4 separate regions of the Zea mays genome follow, and all the other regions are linked to region 3. A link is a contact called in public Hi-C data. All regions are on one chromosome and are shown on one strand. Each heading gives the region's core, a stretch centred on a gene start, on an enhancer-like site or on the middle of the called end of the contact. The rest is flanking DNA. Distances are from core to core; before and after follow the strand shown.

What was found. Hi-C and Micro-C count contacts between places; a contact is called where the count stands out from the background.
Region 1: a Hi-C map of ear shows a contact between it and region 3, with 2.1 times the contacts expected there. The contact joins the promoter of LOC103637686 here to the promoter of LOC103637683 in region 3. A contact is called at or near these places in 2 of 25 Hi-C or Micro-C datasets (ear and tassel).
Region 2: a Hi-C map of ear shows a contact between it and region 3, with 4 times the contacts expected there. The contact joins the promoter of LOC100381745 here to the promoter of LOC103637683 in region 3. A contact is called at or near these places in 7 of 25 Hi-C or Micro-C datasets (bundle sheath, ear, leaf and 1 more).
Region 4: a Hi-C map of tassel shows a contact between it and region 3, with 7 times the contacts expected there. The contact joins the promoter of LOC103637681 here to the promoter of LOC103637683 in region 3. A contact is called at or near these places in 8 of 25 Hi-C or Micro-C datasets (bundle sheath, ear, leaf and 3 more).

The regions. Positions count from the first base shown.
Region 1 is chr1:98,427,268-98,429,967 of Zm-B73-REFERENCE-NAM-5.0, reverse strand. It overlaps LOC103637686 (probable methyltransferase PMT2), which reads right to left and starts at 1,337. Exons shown (of 7, transcript XM_008660316.4): 1 at 942-1,337.
Region 2 is chr1:97,700,487-97,703,409 of Zm-B73-REFERENCE-NAM-5.0, reverse strand. LOC100381745 reads left to right here and starts at 1,605. Exons shown (of 1, transcript NM_001174550.1): 1 at 1,605-2,923. The coding sequence starts at 1,851. The coding sequence ends at 2,747.
Region 3 is chr1:98,008,808-98,011,507 of Zm-B73-REFERENCE-NAM-5.0, reverse strand. It overlaps LOC103637683 (VAN3-binding protein), which reads right to left and starts at 1,401. Exons shown (of 9, transcript XM_020546436.3): 1 at 1,293-1,401.
Region 4 is chr1:97,719,035-97,721,752 of Zm-B73-REFERENCE-NAM-5.0, reverse strand. It overlaps LOC103637681 (dynamin-related protein 1E), which reads left to right and starts at 1,432. Exons shown (of 15, transcript XM_008660291.2): 1 at 1,432-1,794; 2 at 1,890-1,953; 3 at 2,048-2,155. The coding sequence starts at 1,648.

The DNA.
Region 1 (2,700 bases), core at 88-2,587, 420 kb before region 3:
ATTAATCAAATAGAGTATAGACTAACTAAGATCTGAATTTTAGGTGAAGGATAATTCCTTTGGCTTTGATATTGTTCCAACAGACTGGAGCTCATAACAAATTGCTGAATTAGAATATTAGTGTGAGATGCGAGTTTCTCATGAATCTGAATTTACCACAGGAAAGTGATTAGTTATTCACTTCAAATATGGCATACGATTATCTTCTCAACAGGACATCAGCACTAATGAACTAGAATTCTAAAACACAGCTAAGAGATACTGAAAGGAAACATGAACTAAGTACTGGATTTGATTTACAAGTGAGGGATGATCCCTTTGACTTTAAACTTGTTCCAACAGAATGGATGAAATTAGATTAATAAAGTAGTGAACTAGATTAGCATACTAATATACTATTGAGTATTGAAGGAATATTATCAGGTGGAAATTTGAGATTCTGACCCCCGTGTATGCTAAAGTTCCAATAGAGAAACTTCCTTCTGTGAAGATAAATGATAAACTACCCAGCCAGCGTGCCAGTCCTGAGAACAAGTTTATTAACACTCAGATATGTGCATCAACCTCAATCATGTGACTATGCCTAACCATTTCAGATCCCTGCCTGATTTGTTTATTAGTGTGAAGCTTTGAGCAAATCTAAGTCCATGAAATTAGAATTGGAGGTAAATAAGCACAGATTGCCGACAATTGTTCGGTTTGTGATCGATCCCAACACGATCCCAGGTGGAACGGCAACAAGGGAGCAGGAACAGTTGCTCCTGAACTACAGCTGAGGACTGAGCAACTATGCTAGGCAACCATTACAATCCCCAACCTCACGCAACGCGCCTGGCGTCCTGATTCCACGACTCCACTGCGGTGGACCAAATCAACAACGTAATAAAAACGAGGTGAATCGTAGAAACAACAACCGAGCTACCTAGGAGTCTAGGACCCACCGCCGAGGCCGAAGGCAACCGAAACGAACGGGATCGATTTCAAAATGGAGCGGCGCAGGAGGAGGAAGCAAATCTCCCTCCCTCCCTCCCTCTGTGTGTGTGTCTCTCTCTCTCTCTCTTCAAGGAAGACGGCGGGGGCGGTTCAGCAACGCAGGAATGGCTCGAGCTCGCCGTGGCGGAGGCAGCTTCGAGTTCGCCTCGGCGGCGGGGGCGGTGACGGCTTCAAGCTCGCAGCCGCTGCGCCGGGCGGAGAGGGCGCGGGCCTCGGGGTTGAGTTGGGTTCGGAAATTGGTGGGGTTGGTCGCTGCCGCCTGCCGGCGCAGCGGCTTTGACCTTATTATTTTTTAATCGCGCGCTGCTGCAGCAGCAGCGTCACGGAATGGAGAGCGCCAGAGCGGGGCGTCGAGACAAGACAAGGAAGGCCACAAGGCATGTCAGGCTGTCTCATTTTGTTTTTAGACCATGTTCATCAATCTATCAATCTATCTATAGTTTATCTAAAACACTGTTTTTATTATTCTATTATGTAGACTGCACTATTTACATAATAGAGTTTAAATATAGGTATAGAGATGAGTAACCTGCTAGAGATAGTTAGGATAAATTATTAAGAACGAGTGTGTCAAACTCCATGTTTTCTGACCTTGTTTTTTACTCTCAATAATTGCTGCCATAAAGTAAGAGTTATCCACCTATCTACTACGAATATCAATGGCATGACAAGCATTAGTCCAAGCCCTACCAAGAATCTCTCTTGACCTTGTATCCTTACTCGTCCATGGACCAGTGTCTATCCTTTGTTAACGTGGTCCACAGCTTACACCAAGACTGTAATCTTTAACCTGCTCTAGAACTTGTGACCGAGTCCTTCTAAACATCTTAGGCAGTGGGCCAGATCCTTGCGGTGCCCGCTAACTCGACCTAGATCCACCATCCCTATCATACTATGCACCAGCTTTTTGACTGAACTCATGCTCCTCTCGAGAGTCGAGACTGATGTAGTGCAGACTGAAGTTCAGCATCATAATCATCATCTTGTTCTTCGGCATAATGAGTTCTTACTTCTTCATTTGCACATTGCCTCTGCTGAATCCTCTGCCTCTTCTTTTCCTTTGTCTTGTCTAGCTCACGAGTAAAGAATTTCTTTATTTCAAGAGGAACGAATGGATAATTCATGGCATCCTTCTTTTGATGTGCTAAATGCTCCATGAAACAAGTAGCACTGCCACCATTTTTCCCTTCATGACAATACTTGCATTTCAAATCTTGACCAATCTTCTCTCCATCCTCCCACACTATGTCTGGCATTTTACCTACAACAATGTAAATAATTATAAAAACCTACAAACATTTAACAATACAACTAAGAACTGCATTTGAAATACCTATATACCTCATGAAGCTTTCTAAGTAATATAACAACAGCAACAAACTAACTCCATTGCCAATATATGAGCTAATATCAACCTACTTTCTCGGTCATGTAACAATTATAGCACAAATATGCACTAACAACTAACTATTTAACCATGCATGCATAACTAATACACACGAGAGCGCAAACATAAGTGTCACAAGAAAACAGCTCAAAACAGCACTTGGATCTCACTAGAATCATTAAACTACGTCATCGCAAAATGTCGGAGTTGTGTATGCTCTTGGAGTGATTGGAGTTTTCTGAAGGAGGTCACCATAGGGGTCCTTTCATAGCCCCAAAAGGCCCGATAGCCGTAGCTCCATGAAAAAACATGGCAAAAAC
Region 2 (2,923 bases), core at 356-2,855, 310 kb after region 3:
AATCCCATCCAATCCACATAGATTAAGAGCAAAACGAACAAGCCCAGTCTTTATTTGTTATAAAACTTTACTCATTCTACCGTCGTCTTATCATCACGTACGCTTTTCAGCTTTTCTTTTAGATACTTTTAGTTAATATGAAAGCTTTTCTTTTAAAATCTTTTAATTAGTATATAATACATTGTTTTATTCAAATAAAATATATCTGGTTACATGATTAAGCAAATAAAATTCTAAAGTTACAATTAAAATTACATAACTTAAAAACTAAAAAAATGCCTAGTTCATAAATATAAATAATAAACTATTATACTCTTTTTCATATTCTTATTTGGTCTTTTCCGCCGTCTCTTGTCTAATTTAAGTTGTTTTATCAATTTTTAAGGCCAATCTATAGACCCCCTTTTCGTGTCTTCATCCATGTTGACCATGGAACGATCTAGCAAGTTATTAAATTGCTTAAATAATTTAGTTTCAAGAATCCTCTAGAGCTTCTTTAATATTTATTTCTATGTAGACGGAGACTCGCTACTAGTTCTCGGGTCCTTTTCCTTCTGGTGTGCTCTTGCCCTATCGCGACCAATGGGGCAGTGCGTCCACACTTTTTCTGTGACGTGGAGCTATAATCATCATCTAAGTTTAGACAAAATCTTTTGCTCCTATCACTTAAGTCATCGTCATTGTGCTTCGTGCGACACTTGGGCTAATGGTGAAGAGCGCACCAGCATATATGCGCTAGCTTGAACTTGGTTTCTCTATGATTGTTGCGAAAACTCACCTTGGTTATATGTTTCAAGCAGCATGACATCATTTGCTCTACTTGGTCAGGCCATGTATAAGCGGTCGTTCTAAACAAGGCAATCACGCATTCGGTGCACATGTCTGTCGCACACATGACACATTGAGTTTACTTTATTGTTAAACTTCTTATAGGCTCTTATAGGGTTACTCAACACTAGTTTTTAGAAATGTGCATCACCACTTTTACACTAGACTTATCTAAGAAAAGTTACCCATCTATGCCTCATTAATAGTACGGCGAAACAAAAAAAATAAAGATCATATTGTTAATCTATACATCTAGCAATCTAGCAACTTTTTGACACATGAACTAAGTGTTTCTTAACCTCCTCGATCTTCCTTTAAAACTTGATAATTGATCTCAATCAGTAGGAGCATAGATATAGCTAACTCAATTTGTCTCTACAAAATACGCAATAGTTACAATAATCTTACATCGTCATTAATCATTGAAACACAGTTACGAACCTAGATGCTACGATCGGGTGTATATATTTATACTAACTCCTTGGTGAGCTTATTGTCACTTTATTTGATTTTTATGTACTCCTTTGGTTCTAAAATTAGTGTCGTTTTTGTTTGTTTGTTTTTTTGACGAGCCAAACGTTCTTAACTTTAATCAAATTTATATAATAAAAATGTTAATAATTACGGTGCATAATTAATATTATTAGATGAATCACTCCGTTTCGTTCCGACTTCCGACTTCCGAGCCTCGGGCACACGCACCCCATCCCGTGTCGTCCTTCTCTCCCCCGAAATAAAATCCCAGCCATTACGGCGTCATCGCCCGCCCAGCCCAACCACTCCAGTCCAGGGGGACCGCGTACAGGCCACAGCGCACAGCACAGGGAAAACCCGAGCCGCCCTGCGGTACAACGCCGCTGGTACAATACAAAGGCCACGCCAAAATCCAAACCCAACCAACCAACCAACCGGTCTGCTGCTGTCTGTCTCCTGCAGTCTCGCGATCTGCCTCTGCTCCTTCCTTCCTCTCGACACTCTGCTGCTGCGGGCCTGCGGCTGGCCGACCTGATGAGCGCAGGGAGATGAGGTGCAAGCTCCACCCTTACGCCAACGCCGTGGGCGTCTGCGCGGCCTGCCTCCGCGACCGCCTCCTCGCGCTGGCCGCCGAGCGCGCCCAGGCCGCCGCCGAGGCCAGCAGCGACGGGGGCTACGGGAGCAGCAGCAGCTCGCCCCCGCCCCTACACCTGCCCGCGCGGCGCCACCGCCAGCACGGCCACGACGAGGCAAGAACCGGGACGTTCCCACGCTCCGTGTCGCCGTACGTGCAGCGCCGGCGCTCCGACGCCTGCGCCTACTACGCGACCTCCTCCTCGTCGTCGTCGTCGTCCGCGTACCAGCACCAGCCGAGCCTCCTCTTCTTCCGCACGCCGCAGGTCGGGCCCGCGTTCCGCGGCGACGAGCCCGGGGACGGGGAGGACACCGGCGGCGGCAGCAGGAGGAAGCAGGCCGCGCCGCGGCGGTCCTTTCTGTCAGCGATCTTCGGCGGCAGGCTGCGGCGGCGGCACGGGCGGGAACGGGAAGAGGCCGGCAGGAACAGGAAGGAGCCTCCCCGGCGGTCCACCTCGTGGCTCTCGGCGATCACCCGCCGCAAGCGGAGGCCGGGCGAGGAGCCTGAGTCCTTCCCGGCGCCGCAGGACGAGGAGCCTGAGTCCCCCGGCGGCGGCAGCTGGTGGTTCCCCTCGCCGTCGCCCGCCAGACAGCAGCACCGGCGGCGGCACGGCGCGGGCTCGGGCGCCAGCGGGGACGGAGTCTCGGGGCTGGCCGTGTGCCTGAGCCCGCTCGTCCGGCCCAGCTCCGCCGGCGGCCGGCGCCGGTGCCAGCCGCCGGACCCCTCCGCGCTGGGAGACAGCCACCGGCGGCTCGCGTCGTTCGGGCGCAACGCCTCCCGGAAGCTCGCTGATATGGGTCGGCTCCGATGACGCGGCCTCGCCGACCGGTCCTCGTCGTCGCCGGCGTGCCGGGGCCAAAGATCTCTTTATTTTGTGTAATTTCGAAGATGCTATGACGGTGTTCGTTACTAGTACAGTAGTAGTAGTAGCGCTTAGCGCCTAGCTAGCCGCCACGAGAGCGGAAACAAATTTGCAAGTAAAATTCG
Region 3 (2,700 bases), core at 152-2,651:
GGAATCAAAGGAGCAGATATAAGAACAGATCGAAGGCAAAGCAGTCCAGAGAGAGAAGAGGAGCTTACCTTAGCAGGAAGCTCTGGACGCACTGAGCTTGTGACACCTGCGCTCCGAGTCTTTATATTGTGAGGACATACCCAAACAAGCTGAAGCATGCGGGGTTCACAATGCACCAAGGGCTAGACGGATTACTCAGTACTATTATAAGTAGTGTGCCCCCCACAAAATCTTTCTATATACGACGCATTATACTCGGAATTCATACTTTTGTTGCCCCCCCCCCCCCCCCCCCCCCCCCCATCTCTATCTGACCCGGATTCCCCCCTGTGAGAACTCTTGGTGATCAAGTAGGCCACTAAACAAGGATATATATACCGCGCGCAAGTACATGTACATTGCTTGTTTCGGAATGGACCTTGCCGAAACCAACCTAATTAACCAGTGAGAAGTAGAGTAATGTGTACTAATGTGGAGGAGCAAGGGGAGATGGTCCTGCTAATGGCCGATTTGGCGCGGTTTATGATTGCCACTTATAGAGCATGAGTGAACAAGATCTGCAACGCCGCTCGCGTGGCTAGCGCGCTGAGACAAAAAAAGTAGTAGATCAGATGCCGATCATGCATGTAGATGATGATGATGACGACGACGATTGTTATGACAGTGAGTCTAGTTTTTTTTACAAGGCAGAGGCAGAGGCAGGGATGATGATTAATTACTGTGATGCATGCATGGATTAGCAGTGATTGTAGATGAGTGTGTAGCGGCCGAAAGGTGAGAAGGAAGGGCGGTAGCTTTGGCAGGAAGCAATTAACTAGTAGTAGTATTAGTAGTAATCTCCAGGTCACTCCGAATATACCCATCAGCCCCAAGTGGGAAACAGAATGCACAGATCTGGGCTGGCTCCCTCTAAAGAGGCTCCGACTTCGAAGCTCCATTGCTACTTGTGGTATAGAACTGACGTGTGTGCGGCGGGCGGGACCAATGATCAGTTGCGACCTGGTACCCTCGATCAGTTGCGACCCGGAAGCTAGACGACTTTCGAAACCGAGGGGCTGATGCTTAACTGCAGGAGCTGACTGGATGGAGATGGACCTGGCGACAAGCGATCCAGCGATCAGGGCGAGACCACATGCTCCCGCGCCCCTATCGACGCGAGATCGACTTGCTTCTCCTGGTCATCCATAGTACTTTAGGCCTGGCCTATCATGGACGGACTAGGAAAGGAACGGAGGCGGCGTGAGGAAGGAATCAAACAACGGGGCGGAGGAGGGGTAGACGTACTGACTGACCTTTTCCCCTTCTTCTTCTGATCTTCTCCGTTTGGGCAGTGGGGAGAACCTCTGTTGGGACTGGGGTCGACGAAGACGAACGCGGGTTACGCTTACGCTTGTGTAGGGTATACAGTACACTTTCAGTTTCTATTTAGTCGTTGCCGTAATCGCGGGTTTCAGGGCGCGAAATCATGTGGCCGTTTTCAGAGAGATTCAGAAACGTAACAGGGGGCCCGGCCGGCCCACACGCCCAACCAATGGCTGGCTGACCTGTGTGCTGTCTTCCTGGACCTGCATCAAGACCGTGGGCTACAAAAAAAAAAGCCCAACCCCTTTTGTGCTGTCCACCGGTGTGCCTTGGTAACGCTCATACTGCATACGAGGTGCGCACGAGAGTCGAGAGTACTGGAATGGGCACGGGACGCGCTCTGTTTCCGACGCGCAGGCATGGACATGGACGACACCGGCTACCGGTCCCATCTTATTGACGGAAATGGAGTAGGACGACCGATTCCATTCGTCGGCGGGAGCAGGACTGCAAAATTGTCACCCATCTTATTAACTTCGCTCAGGAAACGCACTCCCTTTTTGTCCCCTAATGGACTTTTTGTCAAGTCATTAATGTTTGGATGGAAGGACGAGGAAGGACGAAAAACGATGGGATGAGATCATTCTAATTTAACCCGCGTTTTGTTTGGAGGTCTAGAGTCAGGTTAAGAAATATTCTTCAAAAATGGTGTATGAGGTCATTCCTCAAAAAATAAGGAATGAAGTCAGCCTAGGGTTGATCCCGTCTCATCCCTTATTAACACCGAACCAAACACTACCTAAAGATGTCCTCGCTCGTACATATTAAAGAAAAAAAAGATATGTTCTGGAAGGGACAGCTAGGACTCATGTTGATTTTCGCACTACTAGCCTCCAAAACTGCCCAGCCAAAGCCATCTCTAAAGTCCTCACTCGAAGGTTACATGAGCATATTCCGGATCTTGTTCGGGGTGATCAGACTGGCTTTGTGAAAAAAGGAACATAGCCAAGAATTATGCATATGCCATGGATATTCTATGTTACTATTATGGTAGCAAAATCCTCTCTGCCATCTTTAAAGTTGATTTGCATAAAGCCTTTGATTCGGTTAATTGGGGGAGCCTTATCAAAATCCTTCTCCACCGGGGCTTCTCTCGTCGTTGGTGCGACTAGATGTCGGATGGTGCTCCCTGTCCCATTCTTCAGTACATGGAACACACACTTATTTTTTATTAGGCATATGTGGGAGCCCTCACCGGCATAAAGATTGCTCTCAATGACTTTGCCTTGGCAACCGGGCTCACTATCAACTACCATAAAACCACCATACTCCCTATCCATGTGGATGCTGACTTTGCCTAGAGCTTAGCTGGTGTCTTTGAACCGTGGTCTTGGCCTT
Region 4 (2,718 bases), core at 183-2,682, 290 kb after region 3:
GAATATTGTGATAGACTAGCAACGACTAAGGCTATCTTTAGCAACTCTCCTATCACATCTCTTATCTTATCTCTTATTTCAAACTAAGCTTTATAAACACCATAATTAATTAGATCTATCTACAGTGCAAAATAACGATCATATACAATTAGGGGTGAAAACGAGCCGAGTCGAGCTTAGCTCGGCTTACTGTAGCTCGGTCACGCCAAACCAACGAGTTTAGCCATAAACGTTGTCGTAAAATTATAATATAAAATTTCAAAATAATTAAGTAACATATCTTAAATTAATTAAATAAATACAATATTAATATAATACATAAAATAGATTAATTTTATATATTAATTTCAAATAACATAAATTGATTATCTATTTGGTACCAACACTATATGCTAATTAAAATAAGATTTTATATAATAAATTGTTGTTGTATCGAATCACGAGTCTGTTTAGGCTCACTTTTTTCTTGAGCCATAAAACATGTTCATTTCGGATTTGTTTTAGGGCTAGTTTGGAAACTCAAATCCCCTTCAGGATTAAAAGGGATTGGAAAGAAAATTAGTTTATTTTCATCTTAATCCCCTCAAATCCCGAAAGATTCCTAAAGTAGCCCTTAAACTTCGAGCCACTAGGAGCTAGAGCCCACTCGTCGAGCTAAATTTTGTAGACCTTTATACAGTATCCGTTCCATACACCGAGAGAAATTTTGAAAATATTCGAACCAACCATCGTGTCCCTCTCCATCCACTCGACAGGCCCCACTACCATTATCCGCCCGCCGCCTCAACTTTCGTTCCGAAACTATCCTTACTAGCTCACTTTTCTCCACCTCGTATGAAGTCAAAGAAAAAAAAACGTTGAAATTTCATCGCATCAATTGTAGGGCTATCACCGGTCGTTCCCTTTTTAATATTTCAAACTCTACTCTATAAATAATTCACTATAATATAAAACAATATTTTATACATTCTATACACACTTCGCTCGAGATGACTAAATGAATCTAGCTTGAATCCTACATAAGAGATGTGATGTACACTTCTAGTAAAACAGCTTGAAATCCTTTCTGAGATAAATAAGGGATATTTTGTTTTTATATATTAATTTTTAGTCTTACATTTTATTTTAATTTATTTTTTAAATTACTAATACATAAACTAACATTTGTTCGGCTAGCTAACAATGTTGTATAAATTTATAAAGATAAAATACTATAGAAGCCGTAGCTGGATTAAAACCATAACAAGTTCCAGCGAACAAGCATAGTTTACATATTTGATAATTTAGTTTGATAATTTAGTGATTAAAATAAAATAAAATATAGAGACTAAAAACTAGTCAATAGAAAAAATCAGACACTTCCTATACTAAAAGAGCTCTTCACTAATTTCATTTCACCAAAAAAGCAGTTCCCGCTCGACGACTTGCAAAAGGGCGGGGGCAAAACCGGAAGAGAAATAGAAAAAAAGGAAGCAGTTACGGATTGCAGCAGCGACGCCTCTGTCAGTCTATCTTCTCGGCTCGCACACCTCAGACACAGCCAGGCAGCGGAGCGCTCCCCCCTCGATTCCTTCGCTTCCTTCTAGAACCTTCCGCTCCCTCCGTTGCAACAGTAGCACAGAGCTTCCTCCTCCCCCACCCCCGAAGATGACGACCATGGAGAACGTGATCGTGCTCGTGAACCGCATCCAGCGTGCCTGCACCGTCCTCGGCGACCACGGCGGCGGGGACGCCGCCGCCTCCCTCCCTACCCTCTGGGAAGCGCTCCCGACGGTCGCCGTCGTCGGCGGTCAGGTCTGCCTCCTTTCCGTCACCTCTAGGTGCTTGCTCGCCTAGGATTTTGTTCCGTAGCTTAGTTACAGGGCGCTTAATTGGGCGGCCATGTACAGAGTTCGGGGAAATCATCGGTGCTCGAGAGCATCGTGGGGCGAGACTTCCTGCCTCGAGGATCAGGTAGGAAGAGATTTTTACCTTCTTTCTTCACGGAATCATCTTTTTTCTTTCAGTTCGAAATTTTATGGTTTTTGGTTTGTGTTTGGATTGGAAGGGATCGTGACGCGTAGGCCACTCGTCCTGCAGCTGCACAAGACAGAGGCCGGGGTGCAGGAGTATGCCGAGTTCCTTCACATGCCTAAGCGCCGCTTCACTGATTTCTGTAAGAAACCTTCGATGTCTTCAATGATATAGGGTTATTCTTCTCCTAAGCTACTATGAAATTGGTTTGTTGGTAAGCTGAATCATAGTATAATTGATTGGCTATGTTTACTGTCGCAAGATGCACCGTTCACTGAAATCAATAATTGTATTTCTGCCAGCAGAAGCAGTCTCTTACTACTATTCAGTTATTAACGAATTCGGTTCTGCCACTGTGCAATTGTATTGCCTCCTATTTAAGTCTCTTCAAAATTTCTGCTCCATGCGGATGACACTCTTAGGGTGCTTTTGGTTGCGGGACAGCCTTATTTAAGAGATCGTCCCATCCCGTCCCGTCCTGTCATTGCAACCAAACACACTCTTACCTTATTTGGTATGTTGCACCTGCCGTTGCCATTGGGGTCTAAGAAGTATTTGACTTGTGTAGATGGCACGATCATCTTTGTGTTTCCCATGTTGTGCTGCTAGTTCAAATATCATGTGCATTTTATCATGCTTTGCAACATGTATTCGTAAGTAGAATGCATAAAATTAGTAAGAAGCAGTTGCCATTTGACCTCATAG